2 separate regions of the Mus musculus genome follow, and region 1 is linked to region 2. A link is a contact called in public Hi-C data. All regions are on one chromosome and are shown on one strand. The core of a region is the stretch at or near the end of the contact, and the rest is flanking DNA. Distances in the headings are between cores, read along the strand shown. Region 1 overlaps Tmtc2 (transmembrane and tetratricopeptide repeat containing 2). Region 2 overlaps Tmtc2 (transmembrane and tetratricopeptide repeat containing 2).

Region 1 (5,335 bases), core at 1,593-4,092, 66 kb after region 2:
AAGCCTTGGTTCTTCAGTAGGGAGTCAATGTGTGTTGTTATACAGCAAAATATAAAGCTATTTTCATTTTCTTTAAACATATCCCCTGCCCTGACCTCACAACAATGAGTTCATTATTTATGGTTCATCAGGTTTAAAATCCCTGATTTTTTTCCAACACTCATCCTTTCTTAATTGTGCCATCCCTACTATTCAGACTGTTTTCCCATCCATATTTACAAATACACACTGAATAGAGGAAGCACCGCACAAATTAATTGTATTTGGAAGCAAATGAAGAGATGCTCTGGAAGAACAATGAAAATCAAAACCCTTTTCAAAGATATCTTACATATTAGTCAATGCCTGTAATCGTTGTAATTATGTAAATTTAACCCTCTAAGGCTCCACAATGGTGTCTCCTGTTAGTATTCATGCTTAAGAACTCCCTCAAAACAGGGTCTTTTAAAGCAATTAACCCTATCTGGATGACAGCCTAGAGAAATCATGTTCTGTCAGTCTGAGATCCAGCGCAAAGAGCTTAAGGTAGCTCACAGAGTACTCCAAATCACAACTACAACATGACCTAAGCGCGAGCCCTAACACTATACAGACGGAACCATACTTCCACACAATCAGATTCTAAATGAAGTCTCCTTGGTCTGCCCACAGCTACTGTGCCTAGTTAATCATTGAGCATTAAAGATAAGGAGAACTAACATGTAAACGGACTAACCCTATCCTTCCATAAAGCAATAACCACAGGAGGAAGTAACACCCCCCCTCCCCCGAGACAGGTACTCTAAGAAGAATTTGTATAAAAACTGATAGTAACACACAACCTAAAATCCTCAAATTCCCGGGACTTACACAGAGACAATCTGAAAGTACTCCCAGTAAAATATGCTGAATAAATTTTTAAATATATACTTAATTCTGAAATTTAACACCAGTAAAATGATGGTTTAAGTTCCAAAAATATCAACCTAATAAACCTATCCCATCTCTCCTTCCCCCTCTAACCTGTTTTAAGCATCTCTCCCATTGAACCTGAGAACGAGCAAGACCAGGAGAGTCAATATAGAGAAGGGAGAGCCCTCATGACTTACCAATTAGAGACACCTCCTAGTAATCAGAATTGGCTGTATATTGGCTTTGCATATATTAGCATGATCCAAGAATGGAAGGCAGAGCTGTGCAGTCCTTCGTTACCCAGATTATTCCTTGTACAATAGAACCCTGGCAGCTACACACTGACTTGGTTTACCGCTTCATAACTTCCAGCCATTTAATTGCAGTGCACAGACATAGCAGAGTGTCTGAGGCAGAGTTCTTCTTATATAAAAATGTATATGTGTGTGCCTGTGTGCACACGTGCATGCACACACACACAAATACACAGTGCTGACTTTCTTCTTCTCGACAAAAATAAAGCTTTAGTGAAAACCTATAACTTTGAATAAATTGATAAGTAGAAAAATTAAGAAAAAAAACCCACATGCTTAGATTTGAGCATCTGAGACCTTCAGTTTTGTTAAGATTCTAGCCAAAAAAAAAAAAAAAAAAAATCCCCACTGATCTAAAATTTGTACATGGCCTACTAAATACTTCTCATAAATTATATCATGACAGCATGTTATTTCTGGGCGCTGAAAATATTGCTGCACTCAATAACATATAATTTTCTTTCTTTAAAAGTTGAGAACAAACCCTGAACTCATACATGCCAAACTCGACCAGCACCCGGCCAGACACTCTGGAGCCCCATGTAGCCAACCTACGTGGCAACATTCCCTCAGCTCAGTGATAAGCCTGCGAAGTGGCCCTGCACAAGGTTGCATGCACTGTCAACACTACAAAGTTAGGCTGTGACAACCATCACATAGTGCGCTCTACACATGGAGACAATGCACCTTTGTGAGGGTGGCAGTCAATATTAGATTTTTTTTTTCATTTGTTGAATTGAATAAACACCCAGGAGTCTGGCACTTACTTCTAAATTCTGCGACTGTAATTACAAACACATGTGCACGTCACAGACCTCCAGATGCACTTAAAGTGATTACCTTATTGAAGATGGCTGCTTCTCCAGAAGCTACTAGAAATTGCCACTAGCCACTCCGAATGCAATCAGTTTCCATGTGTAAGCATATTCATCAAAAAAAACTTACACACTTGAAGAGGTCTCTTAGATACCTATATATCAATTTTTCAGTTTATCTCAGGAGAAAATTGCATCCCGGGTTTTCTAAGCAGATGCCTCTTGACAACTGCAAAATTAGACATCTGAGGTGGCAAGGCTTAAAACAGGCTAAAGGTACCATGTGCGGCCACTTTCTTTTCAAAGTGGCTCCATCAAACCTATTTTTCTCACGTCACCCTGTGTCCTGCTGAGATGGCTTCCCCACTTTTCTCTTAAAACCACTGTCTTTACTAAAGACTGTGTGACTGTCAAGTTGTCACTTTACAGAAGATGACTGCTGGTCACAACACTCTCAAATCTGTCCCCATTCAAGTTGCTGCTTTTCAATGTAGACACAAGTAGGAGACTTGTTCACAACTCTCTTTCTTGTCTAAAAACATTACTGGCACTGTTGGTATTCTGTCTGGACTCCACCCCCACAGTTCCCTGGCAGCAGCCAGGTAGGCCTGGCCCACTATTAAAGAGACTGCTTGCCCCCTCCTTACTCTCTTAATCTTGCCTCTCTCTCTCTCTCTCTTGCCCTCTCCATTCCCTTTTACCCTCTCTTCAAGTGGTCATGGTCAGCTTCTACTTCTCTACTCTCCTTCTCTTTGCTTTTCTCTGCCTCTACTACCCTCTTAACTCTGTTGCCCATCCCCTGAATAAACTCTGTTCTATACTATACCATCTGTGGCTGGTCCCTCAGGGGGAAGGGATGCCTCAGCATGGGCCCGCTGTGATACCCCCTTCTCCCACATCTCACCACACCCCCATAGAACATATTCTTATACCTCTTTATCTTTTTATAATCACAACAGGCACAGCCAGGGGTTCGCTGCTATGTATCCCCAAGGCCTCAAGACTATGTATGACCCAAGCCATATTCCTATACTCCGACAAAAATACCCACAGCAGAGGAAAAGCCCAGGGAGATGATTAGGTGAGCCAACATCTGCTGGCTTTTATTTCTGGCACTTTTGACGTTTCACATTAGGAAGACCACTGTAAATAAAAAACAAACCTGGCTAAAAATCCTTAGCAGATTAAAGCCTAAATAATTCCAAACCTTTTGGGGGTAATATAATTCCTACTTTTCGTTAGGTTTGGGAGGTACAAAAATAAAACTGGACTGAGGTAGGCTGGATAGAAAGAAAAAAAAATTGGGAAATGTGACAAGAAAAAGGAGTCTCTCACTTTGGAATGTGGCTGAAGTTTCTCACCATATAGTGCCGTTGGTCAAGGGCCTGTCTAATGTTCAAGAGGCTCTGGTTTTAGCCCCTAGTGTCTGCAATCCCAGTACTTGAGACAGAGACAGAGGGATCAGAAATCCAAGGCTATCCTCTGCCACACTCAGTTTGAGACTAACCTGGGCTCTATGAGATACTGTCTCAAAAATGAACAAGCATTCAAAATAAAACCCCAGCAGGACAAACAGCACTCACTGTGAGGTTTGCCCACATAGCGACAGTATTCCTTTTATGTAGACGTATTTTTCAAATAAGAAGGTGAAAACAGCAACAAACCATGCTTAAGGCCTGACTGAACAGGACCTTCAACTGGGGCGACTTTTCCTAGGTGGGAATTGTAATTTCCTAGGAATCTCCTAAAAATGGCTATAGGCTTTGTTTCTGCTAAATACAAATCTTGGCTCCCCCATGCAACTCTTGTGAGCCAGGCCTTTTCACCTTTTCAGCTATAATCCTAACCAATACACTTACCTAGGGAACCACCCTATGATCCTACTTAAGTCCCTCAGTAAGCCTTTCATGTGTAACTTCAGAAGCCACCAAAATCACACACACCCAGCTATGGTAAGACGATCACAGGGATCTCGGCTTTGAACGGCCCCCACCCATGCTTGGGCACATAATACCCTTTTCCTCAGGACTTCCCTTTCTATTAACCTCAAGCTTAAATAGATGCTTTAGTAAGCTCCATCCAGCTGCACTTTACACTGCCTCATCACGAAACTCTTTCTAGGGTGAAGTCTGAGAATTCCAGCTTCACATGGATGGAGGTCTCTGAAAAGAACTCATGCGACATGAGACATACGTGCCTCTATTTCTCTGCTGTCTGTTGCTGACAGGACCTCTTCTCTATTAGCAAAGTTCTCACATTCAGAGGGTCAGAGGAGAGCTAGGCATGCAACCAGAAAAATTGTGGAAAGAAACTGGAACAAGGGGCGGGATGTGTCATCCCCCGGCTATTCTACAGGTGCCCTACTGTTGTCACCAGAGCAGCCAAGGGGGAGCAGAGAGGTGGTGCCCCTGATTGTGATTCTGCTGCCATGTGTGGGGGACTTGACATCCATGACTTAGCTTCTCAAAACTATACCTTTAGAGTGTGAAAAATATACATTTGCTACCCCTCCTCTACACAAACCAACAAGGAAGAACGGGAAAATAGACAGGACAGAACACACTTAGCTTTGGTCTCCAATGAGCTGGCACTCTACCTCCCAACCCCCCCACCACCACCACCACTTTCTTGAATACCTCACTGGTGGCAAAATAGCAGTGGAGCTGTCTCCTTTAGTCACCTCTTCCTCTGCTCCTAAAGTTCTGAAGTGACGACATGACTCACAAAAAGGTTTTGTTTTGCTTTGTTTTAAGCTATGAGTTCCCTGGTCTTGGGAATGTTCCCAGCTCTTTTGTTTTTTACCCAAAAAAAGAAAAAAAAAAAAAGAAGAAGAAGAAGAAGAAGATTGGTAAAGATTTGAGCACACTAATAACAGATCACAGAGAAAATCCAAAGTAGAGCAGGAGGAAAACAAGTGGTTAGGGGTGAGGTCATCTACCTCAGTTAAAGAAAGCTAACAGGGCTGGGTGGTGGCTCAACCAGGAAATGCTTGCTGTGCAAGTACAGGGACACTCTTGACTCCTAGTTCCACAGAAGAAGCCATACCTATAATCCTAGCACCCAGGAGGCATGGACTGGAGGACTGAGGAGGTTTGCTAGCTAGCCAGTCTAGCCAAATGACAGGTTCTTGGTTTAGTTAGAGATCCTGTCTCAAAATATAAGGGAGAACAGGACTGGGGAAGACACGAGACATAAACCTCTAGTGTCTACAAACATATGTGCGCAAGACACAGACACATATATCAAAAACAAAACACACCAATGAAAGGATTATGTGAAAATCCAGTTATGACTAATGATATATTAAAGGAGAAG
Region 2 (5,301 bases), core at 830-3,329:
GGGATTATCTTTAGCTTACAACTGGGTTTTTCTTTTATTCTTCTGTCTTGTTTGTTTGTTTGTTTGTTTACTTGCTTGCTTGCTTGCTTGCTTGCTTGCTTGGAGGGTATTGGTGCTTTGTTGTTGTTTTCTGGGAACCTCGGTTCAAATCTCTCATTACAATCATCAAGATATCTTTCAGAAATAGTTTAAGTAACAAAAAGAAGACATCCTGATTTCTCCTTTTAAGAAATTCAAAAAATGCTCAAAGATTGGAGGAAAAAAGTCAACGAAATGTGTTTGATCTAGATTGCTTTAGAAAAACTTTTCTGAATGTGACCAGATTCCCCCTCCCCCATCTTATGAGGCTAGGTGCTACACATTACAGTAGTGTGTCCTTAGGACACTCTCTGCCACTGTTCTGTGAGGCTGCACATTCTATGCTCTACCGCTCATTTTTGTCTTCTGTATCCACTTCTCAGGGTGAGTTTCTAAAGCTATCGTTTGCATCCAACAGCATCCTCCCCTCGTACAACTGGTTCTCACTCTGCCTTTTCAACGTTGAATTTAAACCTTATTCATCAAACCAGGCAACTCATCTGGTCAGGGTTCCAGGAGCAAGAGTTTACTGTTGATCCTTCTTACCAAGTCTCTCTCACATTTCCAAGGATACCACGTTGCCACACTGTGTCCATGGATACCATGATGCCATACTCACCATCCCAAGCCAACATGTGTAAAGGTAACGTCTTCCTGCACTCTTGGATTTGTTATGCATGTCCAGTCTTTGCAGACATCCTGGGTTGAGACACTAGGGTGACCTCTAATTTCCTCTCACAGGCAAGTAGGCATTCTGTTAGAATGACTCAAACATCCAACCATTATCTCTACACTCCAGTCTTCAGTAACAATGCCCAGGCTCTGGTGACTATAAAACAGGAAGCTCCTTAAAGGCTTTCCAGGTCCCCAGATCACTTGCCCTAGCTACCTTGTACTTCCAAACTAACCTCATAACACAACATTGTGCAGCTGTTCCTAGTGTTCTATCACAAGACTCAGCCCCTTTGCTCACCATTTCCAACCTCGTACAACTGATTCTCACTCTGCCTTTTCAACATGGTATTTAAACCTTATTCATCAAACCATCAACTCCTTTTGGGTTATGCTATGTTTTCACTGGTAATTGCTGCTTCTTTTATCCTATTATCAAAACCAGTTTCAGCCATTAAGGACATTTAATATTACTATTACATATGAATATATAAAAATGAATTATGCTTCAAATGCCTTTAACCAATTAACTCAAGCCCCATTTCACTAAACCCTTCCTCAGTCTTTCACAGGGAACTCTAACACATAATGGCACACTTAGAGATCCTTAAAATACCATGATGCTAATATTTTAAAGTTGTCTAAACCATTGCTTCCCTTTTAAGAGAACTTTAATATAGTCAATAAACAAATACACCAAAGTTATAGAAATACAGGCTTGCATCCAAATGTGTACAAACATGTTTTCTGAATATACCAGTGTGCATTTCTGATTTATCACCATTTCTGTCTTTTTAACAGAGATCTACAGCCAACAGGGAAAGCACTAAGTCATGCATAAATACGTTTCCAAGCAAGATCTCACAACGACAACATTAAAAAAAAAAAAAAAAAAAAAGATGTTTGTGCAGGATTCAACTCTACCTTTACCAGTTAAAAACAAAAACAGAAAAGCCCTGTTTTCCCCTTACACCCTGAGAAAAGAAGGAAGAATTGTATGCCTTGGATATTTTTATCATTTTATCAATGAGATTAAATAATACATTCCCAAGTTCACACATCTGAGCACACTAAAACTGGTAAAATTCCATCGACTGGGGGTTGTTAGCTTGCATTTATTATTTTAGGAGCCTGAAAGAATTCTTATATTTACCCACGCCCCTTTCCTCACATAATCTACTTTGATGATAAAAATGAGTTGTCTTTGAAAGCACAATCATGGAAACAGCTTGAAGGAGAAGAAAGGGCTCTGATGTCCAGCTGGGTACCAAGTACTGAGACCAACTATTCAGATGGGGGGGGGGGGAGGGCGCAGAGTAGTGAGAGCCCGCTGCAGAGCCCGCTGCAGAGCCGTGATTGTAGCAGAATGAATGAAAGAGATACTTTGTAAGGTAAGGAGCCAGATGACTGGAGATGCTGATGAATTCTTGCTTCCCAGCATGCCAAGGGCAGCAGCATATCCTTTTTGTTTACCGTCTTGCTAACTCATTTAGTGGCTCCAACGAAAAGGCCAGATCCTGTCTTTAGGGCTTTGGGGGTATTATCTCATTTATCTCACAAGCAGTTCTCTCTAGAAGGCAGGATTGCCACTGCTCGATGAAGGAGATAACGTGTAAAAGATGGGAAGGCCTTGACCAGGGTCATGAGGTTACTAGAGACAAGATATGGAACTGAGTCAGACTCCTGAGTTCAAATCCCTAAATTGTATACTTTTTATCTGCAGGCACGGATTATATTAAATTATGCTTAATTACTATTTATCTTACTTAGTCTAATATGGGCAATAAAAAGCCAGAGGACGCAAGTGGGGCTAGGGACTCCTGCTTAATATGTAAGAATAACTGGTGGCAGTTAGGCTGATCAAAGTATCACCAAGAGGCCTCAGTGGTATAGGTAATATACCATAATAAGCCACTCTAAAGGGTTCATAATGCATATTATTAGTCAAATAGTTTCCCTTCAAAAACAATTGTCAAGCCATCAATAGTATCTGGAAATGTGTCATTAATTGACTAGAGTGTCTTTGAAGAAATAATCAAATTCAAGTGAGGTCATGCTTGTGGGCCCAGGTCCAGTATGGCTGATGGCATCACAGAGCAAATTTGCTCAGGGACAAACAAGCAGAACAACTAATGAAAATGGAAACCAGGATCAGGGTAATGATTCTACCAGTGAGTAACATCAGTGTTTGCCAGAACACCACCAAGATTTGGAGGATGCCCTGGGCAGTGGTGGCCCACGCCTATAATCCCAGCACTTGGGAGGCAGAGGCAGGCAGATTTCTGAGTTCGAGGTCAGCCTGGTCTACAAAGTGAGTTCCAGGATAGCCAGGGCTACACAGAGAAGCCCTGTCTTGAAAAACCAAAAAAAAAAAAAAAAAAATTTGGAGGATGCAGGGGTGGGAGGTGGGGCTTACACATTTTAAAAGAAACACTGGGTCATTTGTGTTCAAAGTGAGGACTTTGATGCATAAGGCACTTTGAATAGCTTTAGGGACATCTATGATACGTAACAATTACAAGTTCAATAGTATTTTATATAAATTGCCAAAAGTCCACCATTATGTTGGCATGGTTCTTTCTACATAAACTACTTCAAAAATATTGATTAAAAATTATGATTGAGCTAGTAAACCTCTGCCACATAATGCAAAGGCAGATGAAAACAGTGTATTATTTACAGATTGGTTTGCTGTAGAACACACATAACATGGAAAATGGACAGACTGAGGAACATTTTTATAGATGCTTCCGAAATGACTTTGTTTCCTTTGTCTGTCTTGAACTTATTTCACACAGAAACCAAGATATATTATGATACTTGAAGAAAACGGCGCTTCTAAGAATTCCATATATCATATTGCGGCACCACAGAAGAGGCTCCATGTAGTCATTTTTATGAGGAATTTGGTTCCAGCCACTTGACAACAAGCATCATAAGCCTTCTGGGAACAGCGCACTGCTCCACATTAGTGTCTAGGCTGAGTGGGAAATGTTTCATCAGAATGCTTTCCAATGGTAAAAAATACCAAGCTCTTACAGAATGCCCCCACTACCATTAAAAATGAATAACGTGGAAAACAGGAGAAATAATGATGCTGTGATCAATATAAACAGTAGATTATAAATACGAGACATATATATGAATGAATAGTTGGCACTAAAGGAAAACAAAACTAAAGATAACTGATTCTAATCCTGGCATAAATTACAGCATGAATCACCATTCAACCTTACCTGGAACAGACTCGTCTTCGTGCTTTAAATTGTTTTATCTGTTGATAAGTGTAGGATGTGTTTGTGGGGGCGTACACGGGACAAGGCATATGCGTGGAGTTTGGAGATAAATTTAGGAAGTTGGTTCTCTCCTTCTTCCTTTACGTGGGTTTGGAGATAGAACTCAGGTTGTCAAGCTAATGCTGCAAAAGTTTTCCTCGCCAAGCCAACTTAGCCACCAGGATACCCTTAAATGCTACCTTTTGATTTAATCACCTTGACTCACAAGATGATTTTGGTAAACTTCCATTAGTCATAAAATAGAAACTTCCATATCCTCATTTTACAATTGAGGACACTGGGGGCTTACTAATAAATGGCTTACCCAGGGCTGTAATCTGTAGCTGGCCAGTTATAACTTGCACTTAAGTCCTAGGCAAACTTAGAATACATCCAACCCTTCCTCATCAGGACAGCCTACCTCCTGCACAAAACTGACTGAGGAGTTTCGGCTAAGATCCAAATAGGCTGCTGAAGAAGGCCCTCTCTCAGAGGGTAAGTCCTCTCACAGAAATACTAAAACTGATCATGGGTGGTCTGAGGATTCCTCTGTGCCCAATTTCTTTTTTTTCCCCTTCCCGCTCAGCTTCCCTCTCTCTCTCCCAGATACAATCCGCCACTGTTCTCATGCTAAATGAGCAGACCTCCCAGGGTTATCAACCAAACAATGCATAGCAAGTTACAATTAAGACTAGGTACATATGCTCTCATAGGGAGGTTGGATGAGGTAACCCAGAGGAAAAGCATCCCACACTCAGGCAAAGGCACCAGAGACAGGCCCCACTCCTACTCTTAGGAGTGCCATAAGTTGACCAAACTAAAGAATTGGATATGCAAAGCACCTGGGTCACACCCATAAAAGCTCCCCGAGTGTCACTTCAGCCTCTGTGAGCTCCTATGAGCTCTGCTTCGTTGATTCTGCGGACCATGTTTTCTTGTGGTGCCCTTGACCCCTCTGGCTCCTACACTCCTTCCTCCCCATCTTCTATGAAGTAGCCCAGCCCTAGAGAGACAAACACGTTATGCACACACTTATACGTGGATATTATCTGTAAAGCAAAGCATAATCGTGCTATACTCCTTAGGGTCAATGTCTTGCCTGGCTTTACTGAGACCTTCTCACAACAAGGTCTGAAGCCAGGACCATCAAGACTTAAACATAGATACTAACGGCTGAAGATCATATACCAGAATGACTCTACAATGCCTCTCTAAACTCTCAATGGCTGCCAAAAGAACTAATTGTCCCAACCACCACCAGCAGACAGAGCCCTCT

The links. A called contact is a pair of places that touch in the nucleus more often than the background predicts.
Region 1: a contact with region 2 is called in a Hi-C map of the N1E-115 cell line, with 1.9 times the contacts expected there. The contact joins two enhancer-like sites. A contact is called at or near these places in 2 of 484 Hi-C or Micro-C datasets (the N1E-115 cell line and nephron progenitors) and 1 of 9 other capture datasets (pancreatic islet).

Annotation. Positions count from the first base shown.
Region 1 is chr10:105,531,054-105,536,388 of GRCm38.p6, forward strand. All of the region lies in intron 1 of Tmtc2 (transmembrane and tetratricopeptide repeat containing 2), which reads right to left. Among named protein-coding and RNA genes, the nearest start is that of Tmtc2, 41 kb to the right of the region's middle. Within about 2 kb of position 2,843, at least 9 of the 459 cell types and tissues checked have an H3K27ac peak or open chromatin away from gene starts, as enhancers often do. A contact at or near this core is called in the N1E-115 cell line, where this site is marked.
Region 2 is chr10:105,465,397-105,470,697 of GRCm38.p6, forward strand. All of the region lies in intron 1 of Tmtc2 (transmembrane and tetratricopeptide repeat containing 2), which reads right to left. Among named protein-coding and RNA genes, the nearest start is that of Gm46241, 12 kb to the left of the region's middle. Within about 2 kb of position 2,080, at least 3 of the 459 cell types and tissues checked have an H3K27ac peak or open chromatin away from gene starts, as enhancers often do. A contact at or near this core is called in the N1E-115 cell line, where this site is marked.